2 separate regions of the Gasterosteus aculeatus genome follow, and region 1 is linked to region 2. A link is a contact called in public Hi-C data. All regions are on one chromosome and are shown on one strand. Each heading gives the region's core, a stretch centred on a gene start, on an enhancer-like site or on the middle of the called end of the contact. The rest is flanking DNA. Distances are from core to core; before and after follow the strand shown. Region 1 holds the start of LOC120823753 (ephrin type-B receptor 1). Region 2 overlaps LOC120823767 (glypican-5).

The links. A called contact is a pair of places that touch in the nucleus more often than the background predicts.
Region 1: a contact with region 2 is called in a Hi-C map of skeletal muscle, with 1.9 times the contacts expected there. The contact joins the promoter of LOC120823753 here to the enhancer-like site in region 2. A contact is called at or near these places in 4 of 6 Hi-C or Micro-C datasets (liver, skeletal muscle, tail fin and 1 more).

What each region holds. Positions count from the first base shown.
Region 1 is chr8:9,730,285-9,735,222 of fGasAcu3.hap1.1, reverse strand. It overlaps LOC120823753 (ephrin type-B receptor 1), which reads right to left and starts at 1,924. Exons shown (of 20, transcript XM_040184019.2): 1 at 1,682-1,924. The coding sequence starts at 1,775. gpc1a (glypican 1a) reads right to left here. Exons shown (of 10, transcript XM_040184020.2): 10 at 4,807-4,938.
Region 2 is chr8:9,669,767-9,674,670 of fGasAcu3.hap1.1, reverse strand. LOC120823767 (glypican-5) reads right to left here. Exons shown (of 11, transcript XM_040184048.2): 3 at 1,873-2,420; 4 at 780-962. Among protein-coding and RNA genes, the nearest start is that of LOC120823767, 6.8 kb to the right of the region's middle. Within about 2 kb of position 1,975, at least 1 of the 9 cell types and tissues checked has open chromatin away from gene starts, as enhancers often do.

The sequences.
Region 1 (4,938 bases), core at 675-3,174, 61 kb before region 2:
GCAGGTTACGAGTTCAGTCAAACTCCAGAGGACACACAATTACACGCGGTGATTGAGCGGACTAAACGGAGCGGCCTGTCTCGTCCCGGACCGTCCGTTTGGCTTTGACAAAACAGTGAATGAAACAAACATCTTGAGGAGGAGCGGCGGCAGCGGCGGTGCGAGCAGTGGGCGCTAAGTGGGAAGGAGTAGCAGGAAGAAGAGCTGGGGAGGATGTTGGAGGATACAGCTGCTGCAGCAGCAGGTAGGTGTGAGAAAGAGCAGCGGGTGGAGCAGGAAGTGACGCCTGGGCAGGAGCAACAACAGAAGATAATTGCAGATTGAGGAAAACCAGGAGGTGATGTTTGGGGGAGAGAAAGATCATTAGTAAGAGGTCATGCGTGACCAAAAAGGAGGAGCCAGTTGGAGAGGTGCCGTGCCAAAACGTTCATGTTTATTGGATGACAGTAAGCTCCAATGAGGGATTATCTAAAAGGACAACTAGTAGGCGATGTTCAGAGAGGAGCAGTGATTCTTGGGGAGGAACAGTAGGACCACCAGTAGGAGATGCTTGGAGAGGAGCAACAGGAGACAATGCGAGTATGATGTTTGTGGAGCAGTATGAGAAAGAGAAGGCCAGACTGTAGAGTGGCTGGAAGCCGACTGGGTTATTCCTCAGAAAGAGGAAGGAGCTCGAGAAGAACGCTTGGTACGCTTGGTAAGGAGAAGCAGGAGGCGCAGCAAGGCGAGCGCGAGTAACATTTGAGGATTGGAGAGAGAGAGGAGCGCTGCCAGTGGGTAAAGCGCGCAGAGAAGCAGCAGTAGGACATACGAGAGGAGAGGAGCAGCGGGCGATGGATGCTCGTGGAGGAGCAGGAGGAGCACGACCCTTAGCTGCTGGTGCTTTGGGAGAAGGAGCAGGAGATCTTTTTTTTTTTTTTTTTTTTTTTTTAAAAGGTGCAAAGAATAAGGAGGGAGAAGGTTATGTCTGGAAACGAGTAGGAGGTGGTGTTGTGTGGGTGTAGGGGCTGGAGGAGGAGAAGCAGAGGTGGTGGCAGCAGCGGCCACAGCTACTACAGCTGGGAGCTATAATTATGATTCACTTTGTGCAGTTTGTGCACTTAGATTGTGTTAATAGCGCCTCTTCAGTGGGCTCTGGAGGGACGAATGCAAGAGGGTCTGGCGCTAAATGCCAAATATACGTCACATCATATACAAAGCACAACACGTCATTAGGCGCAATAAGTAGATCGGGGAACACCTGATAGCCTCCAACAATATAATAATAATAATGCAAAATATGCGATTGCAACAAGGTTTGCATGCATTTGGTGTCCCTAAAGATTATTAAGAGGACAATTGGATACATAGAATACACGTTTTTAGAAGAGCATGCGGGAGCTGTGACGCGGTGACAGCCTGTCGGTAACTTATTGTGTTTATTAATATTATTTTGACCTCCAATAGGCGATAGTTCCATTCCTTTAGCGTGCACAGCCAAAATGTAAATGAACCTCCCGACGAACAAGAAAACTTACAAGTGAATCCTACAGAACTGTGGCTCAGACTAAATATCGCAATATGTCTCAGTCGGGAAAGTTAAAGTCGATAACAATATAACTGATTGAACTGAATTGAACTCATTCAAGCTGTCACATTGCGCCGTCGGAACAGACACACGTCCCCCTCTTTGCGCACTTACCTTCCACTGCGCACACCGAAGTAATCACACAGAGCAGCACCGCAACCCGCACGGCCCGCATGGCCACCGGGGCTCCCCGGGTCTCCTCCCGCATCCGCCGGCTGGAGAGAAGAACAAAAAAAAATCCCACAGAAAAGACGCTGTATTCCTCTGGTTAACAGTCACATCTCAGCCCCCCGGTTGTGCGGGTGGGTGTGCGTGTATGCGTGGGCTTCGCCCGCAGAGTCGGCGGGTTTGGGGGGCGGGGGGGTCTCCAAAGCTCTGTCGCCTCGTGCACCTTCCTGTCCAATCAAGAGTCAGACTGGCGGATCGTAAACCAATCACCCGTTCCCTTCCACCTGACCTACGCTGAATGCCCAGTGGACAGCCCCCCTACCCCGCCCCCCAAAACCCCTCCAACCCCCCAGCGTTGGTTTGCGTGGCGGGACAGCGACACCCAGCGGTCACACTGCGGTACAGCGCTTCAACTGAGTGGGCGACCGGCACCGCGCCATGAAATATGTAATAAATATTAATAACCTGTTTTTATTGTGATTTATGATTAAAAACTGTATAACTAATAACAAAAACAGTCCGACAAACTTTTCAACTTCATAAAAAAGTAAAGTAAACTGATAAACCCCCCCAAAAAATGAAAGTGTTTTCTTGACCTTATATGGAACTGTTTATATGTACAGTACATTCTGAACATGCTGAACACTGGCTTTAGCTATTTAGGGCCAACTGTGTTTTAGCATTTACATGTCGGCCCTCATTGTTCTCCTTCGCACTGGACTCACAAGAGAAGTTTCAGTTTGCTGCAATCTGAAACCTCACCGCTGTCAACTTGAACCCTTTTTCCCTTCAGCTATTATAAATGACAAAATGAAAAATCATTTTAAAAGTTTTTAAAGACTTATTACGCTATTGTACTGGGATTGTGAGCTCTTATTTGAAAATAACCACAATTACCCCCAAAACAGAGTGTGGTGATGTACTTGACCTCTTAGTGAAGATACTTCATATTTCATCAGCATCAGCATCCCACCAAGCAGTGGGTGGCGGTAAAAGGTTAATTACTAAAAAAAAAAAATAATTCTCACAGGTGACATTAAATCCACGTTCTTTATGAATGTCATTATGAATATAACACTCAAACTCATTCAGCCACGGCTAATTCAGCTTTTACTGCCACACAAATTCACCGGCTTCTGACACACAAAAAAGATTAAAAAAACGGGTTCCATGAAGTGACGTGTATACATTTCAAATCACAGCATCTGTCTTGTGTTGGTGCTCTGAGGTGCAGGAGGGGAAAAGGTGGATGGTGCAACTACAAGCTAAAAGTTATACTAAGCCCCCCCCCCACCCCCCCGGTGGCTTTGGATCAATTCGCTCTTGAAGTTTCTGTCCAGTCTCGCGCCTCCTTCATCTCCTGCAGCTTGCTGTCTCTGGCCCTGTCTGTGGAGAGAAGCTGAGCCACACGGTAGTTCAGACCATCGCTGTGACGACGCAGGGCAGACGGCACCTTTCCCCGTCACCACACCATGCACCTCTACAACGATCTATTGGATGGATCTGTTGTTTTGCTTTTTTGGTTGGATGTCTGTGTGTGTAAGTGAGAGGGAATCGCTCCTTAGGCAAACAGTCAGAGGCATCTGAAATCGTTGGAGAACCTGGAAATCAATGCTAGGCCTGCCGGCTTCCACAGGAGCTGAACGATTTAAGTTTAAGCCGTCTCCAGAGTTGCCTTACTTTTCTTGAATGACGAATTCTGGCACCTTTGGTTCAGAGGTAACTCCCGACCAGGGGACTCTACGAGGCAAACGTAGACAGACACATTGGCTCTGTTGCTGAGCGTCGATACGCCTTCGTGTCTAGACAAGTCCAATAAACGGTGTAGTAGAAGGTTGCTGCCACATGTGTCTTTCCACATCTCAGTTCAGATTTTACTTTTACTTCCACATCCTTCACGATGGTGTCAGGAAAGACCAGCGATAAAGAAAATGGACGGAAGTTTTAATCAGGTATATAGAAATGAGGAAGACTTTTCCATCATTTAAGGACTTGCTGGGAAGTCTCGCTCCATTTACCTGCTGCTCTCCTGCAGTCTGTTGTATGCATCAGCAAAATAAATCATTCATTAACTCCAAATCCCCTGACTGCTGCAGGATTGTCATCCCCACACACAACACGTGGCCCCGTTTCCTCAGCGGGGCCACGAAAGGCTTGTCAGTGCCTGTTACCAAGAGTAATATGCTTATTTATAGCCGTAGTGCAGCTGGCAAATTGCGTTGTTTTTTTTAGAAAAAAAAACGGGATTGAATTGTGATTTATTGTTACACCTTCATAAAGTTAGGGAGCCGTGCAAGAGAACAGAGCTCAGAGTCCATGCAACTGGCTCTGTGAGGCTGTCCGCATGGTACTACGAGGCTAAGTGGAATCATTAGTGGTTTAATACGCTCACAACGACAAGGCTAACGTACAAAACGATGCCACGCAGTTTAGTTTACCTTTGGGTTACGTAAAGCTGAAGCTCGTGGGAATCTAATGCATTTTTTAGGTACTTGGCCTTGAACCAAAGTATTGCACACATGCAGATTGGTTCAAAGTTATTATCAATCCTGCTGGCAACATAAGTGTCCATCTGAAGGCTGTTGAGAATTTAAACCAAAAATGTCAACCTCATTGTGGTGCTGCAGAGGAAAAGCGTCATCATAAGGTTTCATTCATTCTGGGGAACACTGATGTTATGGAAATCCATCTAAAAGCTGCTGAGATATTTGAGTTGTGTCCAAATCGATGAATCTACTGACTAATGTACTTATTGTGTGGCAAGAAATGGTCCAGATGTAGGCAGCAAAGGCAGACATTAGTCTCTGCTGTGGGTTAAACGCCATCAACACTGGATTCTTTATTTGCCTCAGCTCTCAATCATTTAGTTTGACCCTCAGCGCCTGGTAAAAACTCAAGTCTCCCCAGTGCTACGCACCAGGTTTATAAGCCCCTTTGTGTTTCCATCTTTAGCTGATGACTCCCCTATGACATTCTCAGGACATTATACTATTCCGACCTTTAAAGAAAGAGCTTCCGTCTTATTAGTAGATGCTAATCAGAAACAATCAAATCAAAATGTACATGGCAAATTCCATTGCAACAATCAAACAGAGTTTAATGAATGAAATGTGTGATTCAATACACGGATGAATAAAAATCTGCTTCATACACAACCCCAGCGAATCAGGAGTCCCATGTGCACCGGTAGAGCAGTGTAGACG
Region 2 (4,904 bases), core at 726-3,225:
AAATTCTTAAAATTCCTGTTTCAATAATCATTTAACTTTAAACGCTGCACATAGAGATTGTTGAAGCGTTAGGGGGTTGGCCTTTAGTGATGTGTCCAATGAATAAGAAGCTTCATTATATATTCAATTAAGTGGTATTTTTGTGTAAGCCTCAATTAGCTGTGTGATTATGCTTGTGTATGTTTGTTTACCTCTGAGGAATCTACTCCACTAAGTCCACAATGTTCTCTTAAAGTTGGATGGTTACTCTATTTCCTCCTCCAACAGTCTGTGCATGCATGCATGTGTTTGTGTGTTGTCTGTTTGTCCAGAGATTAGCCACAGAAACTTTCTCATCACTCGCAACCCGGCTGCATTCTGGGTATTGGTTGTCCCGCCAACAACAGTCTTTGTCTGGCACTGGATCTGTATTCACACGCACACATAGACACACACATACTGAGGGGAACCCCAGATTCTCTGAAGAATGAGTCTGTTTTTAGCCCATCTAGGTACAAGGCCTTTGTGAGGAGATCCAACTGCCGGGCTGGAAGAAAAGCCACGGCCTTCCTCACTCTGTGTCCAAAATTCAAATGACTTTATCATTTGGGACAAACGAGCAGAGATGGTTCAGCAATCTTTTACTGATCCCTTTTAGCTAATTACTTACTAAACCTTTTCCCATAGACTGGCATCAATATCCAGAAGCACAAATCTATTTTACAATTGTAAATATAAGGCATATAAGCAAAATACACTTGTCAAGCATTCCCCTCCATCCCATCATCCCCTCTACTTACTGTGGCTGTAATGCGAGGCCCATGCAACTGTGCGTGCAGTATAGCATCGTTCACTTGGTTACGGACCGCTAACAGAGCTAACTCCAGGCTGTTGTGGTTGCTGCTGGTTGCTAAAGTAGCGGCTAACCGTTGGAGCAACACCACCAAACTACCCCAGGGGGCCCCAAGCTCTGATACAGCGACCTAGCAAAGAGAGGATGGAAACAGTGAAGAGAGGGTAAGAGGTGACACATCACATTGAGAGATCAACTTTGAGTTTGTTTCAGTACAGTAAACGCAAGAGACCACATTCCCCATGAACTTAGCTGTCTTCCATCACAGAGAGGCTGTGTAACTTGGCTGTATGCATGTTTCATTCCTTCACTGAAAAGGATGAGGATAAAGGGGGGTAATCTATCAGCACACCTCCTTCTCCAAGACACTCTCAAGAGGTATGAACAGTGGCATCTTCTCCCTCTATTGTGGGCGGTGTTGAAGCTGTCCAGTTCATTTCCTAGCAGCCCAATAAGATGCAGAGAAGATTGTGCCAGTTTTCTCTTGGTAATGCTCTTGTTGCTTATCCAAAACCCAGAATTATTTATTGATTACGAAATGAGTCAAGCTTCACAAATGTGAGCTTTTGCGAGGCAAAACAATATATATATATATATATATATATATATATATATATATATATATATATACCCAAAGGGCTCCCACGCATCTAAAAACGTATCAGCTGCAATACACAAGACACATAATCTGAAAAGAATAACATCACATAAACATTTTGCTAACCTCGTGTTTCTAAAGGTAGAATGATGGTATTGTGCATTATGATTGAAAGGGACCATAATTAATTTTATCTTTACACCCGTGTGTGAAACCACACCTTGTCATTTTCATAGATAAAGTTAAAGATGTATTTACATTTTTACAATTGAGAAGTGCTGACATGGGCGTATTTCTCACCATTGAACAAAGCCAGGATAACCGTTTTATCCTACCTCGAGTCTTCACGCTGAGCTAATTGTCTTCTGCCACTGGCCACTGAACTTTCTCTCAGCTTTCTCATCCAGACACAGAGCAAAAATGCAAATATTCAAACCCTCACCAGACACCCCCTCATAACGTTGACACATAGTCCAGTACAGGGCCGTAACGTCGTCATCCCCCTGCAGTGGGAGCAGTACTGCATCCTCACTAAGCCTCGGCCACACTCTCTGGACATCGTCGCCTTCTCGGCCGCGTTCACGACCTCTCCTGCCAGCGCGAGCAGCCGGCTCAGTGCTCGACCCACGGCAAGGGCCCGGGACAAGCTCCTGACCAGCAGACGGGGATGGGGTCCGAAGGGGCTGACGTCCTGCCGCGTCATCCGCAGGCAGTCGTCGTGATTGGCCGAGGGGGAGGAATAGGGCTTCGGTGGCATGCGGCCTATCCCGGGATTGAGTAGGCGGCGGTACACCAACGGGAAAAGATTGTTGTAGAACTGCCGCACAGTGTTGTCCAGTGTGGAATTAGAGCTCCCAGAAACGTGACGTTTGATGTCGCTGAACAGCTGAAACACAAGGGGGCGACAGTCTGACGCAAGAGCAGAGTAAGCGCTGTCAAACAGAGTGCTGGTCAGGTTAGAGGTGAAGGACACGAGCGACTCAAAGGTCTCTGCAACAAGAGAGAAGAGAGACAGAAAGCGAGTGAGACCAGGATACAAGTTATTGTGCCATAATAATTAGTGAAAAGCATCCATGACGATTAGTTAAGAATGTAACTAAAAGGAATATTAGCATAATCCTTATTTTTTTACCAGAGTGAACAAATTGTCTACTGACCCTTTTTGGGTGATGTGCAATTTAACTCAACTCTAGCGAAAGTTGACAAATGTATTCGAATGATGATAACCTTGGGGAAAAAAAGTCATCAAATGCATTGATTCATCATGAATTTTTGTTTAATGGCAATGCATCAAAAGGCTGGATTGCAAAAATGTCAATATGGATCACAATGGCGACTGACCATTATTGCTGTGAGAACCAGGCTACTTGTTTGGCTAAAGAAATATTATGAGCAACAGCGGTCTACATTTACATTTGAAGCTACAGCTCAATAATCTCTGTTTTGTTTCTCATTTTTGGAAGATTTAAAAGCGATGAAAAGGTGAGAGGATTCGGCATCCTGTCAGATGATTGAAAATGTCAACCCCTCACTAAGATCAACAGCTCCTGATAATTGTGTAATTCTCTTACACAATTTGCTTTGGGCATTCCAATGTATACATATATCAAATAAACCCAAAAATGACCATTAGCATAACACAGTAACCAACAAATATTTGTAATATGAGTTGTCAAGTATGTAGATCTTTGAATAAACATTTACTCACACACTAATATGTATAAAAACATGCCAGCGAGTCAAATACACTGTACCGTATGCACAACGTAAATATATATATATGATTCCATTTTCAATTAAGAAAATGTTTGATATTACATTTGCATATCTGTGAAAGGTTTTCCCTCTTAAACTGTGACTGTCTCACTAACCTTCCTCTGACCTTATCCTGCTGCACGTGAGCCAAAATAGCCCACGACTTAATTCATCCCTGAGCTCGTTTTCGCTGCTGTAGTCAGGTGATTAGAGGCCCAATGTCAGGATCAGCTGTGTTTAATAAAGAGGGCAGCGCTCCCAACGGAAGCTGCTGTGTGTGAGACACGCTGTGTGTGTCTATGTTTGAAGCTTCCCAAGTGAAAAGGGGGACGTCAACCTGATGGCATCCCGACACACACACACACATAACTTTTACTGAGACATTCAGTCATCTTTTTAATGACTTGTTTGTCAGTGCGCGTGTGTGTGTGTGTGTGTGTGTGTGTGTGTGTGTGTGTGTGTCTTTACAACCTCATATTTCACTGTCACAGCTGCAGCCGCCTTGCTCGCCAATTTATTTTGGGATTCATCAACTACTGCAACTCACTAATTTACCTGATAAGAAATACCGCTGTCCATGTGCAGCATGGTACGTTTAAATTGTTGTACGTTCCAAAAAGATTTCACCCAGAAAGATCGGCTGACAGGACGTTAGCTGTGGTCGGGAGATGAATCAGTGGACCACTGCAGAGTGAGAATTTCTCACTTTTATGGGTTTGCATACCCATGTCCTGGCAATAGCAACACAAATACAGACGGCATCGAGTCACACAGCAGAGACTATTTTGGGGTCATGTGATTAGCTCTGTGATTGGGTGACAGCTGTGATGTGTTGAAGAGGGCACGAGGGACTCGCAGTGCCACGAGGAACACATGCAAGCATGCCGACACATGGTCACACACACACACACACACACGGTAAAGTAATCCTTAGAGTGTAAATAGAGCCTGAATACAAGCGCTCGGGGCATCGTCTTAGTGTCTCTAGCGGGTTTTAATCACTGTGCTTTGGAGACTGGAACCTTTGAGGAACAGCACAACTGTTGACAACACTGCTGTCATGTCAAATGGATTTTATTTGTTGAAACAAAAGATTTATGTGGTTCTTAGTTTTTTAGTATTTATGTTTTGTCATGCTGGGATGTCTAAACCATTATGCCAATTAATTACATTATTAAATGATCTGCATGTATAGATATACTGAGTTTGTTTTAAGGGTGTGAAGGGGGACTATAAATATCACTAAAATGAAAAAAAATGCTAAACTTCTTTCACTTCCTGCATTTTTTGCCTTGTTCATCCGTTGTTTGTTTAAGGGTGTTTCGCATTTATTTTACCCATGAATGGTTCAGCCAATCGTTGGGCATGAATAGCAGCTGAAACGAAGCCAGAATGCATTCAGATGGAGCATGGAGAGGAGTAAGAAAAGAAAAAAGAAATTTGCCGCGTCCGTCTGCTGGACTTCGTCAACTCTACCCATCTAATAATCTCTGCACGACATGTACACAAACACATTCATGCACGCAAATACACAGGCTCTTTCAATCACACACACACACACACACACACACACATATGCTCACACAGACTGGTGAATAGCGTTGAGAGACAAGTGGACAAGCAGAGTATTCTTCCTTCTATTCAGCGCAGGCCGTTAGGGACCGGCTGTTGCCCACGGCAACAACACTCTGCTGCGGATACGTACTGAATGTAAACATT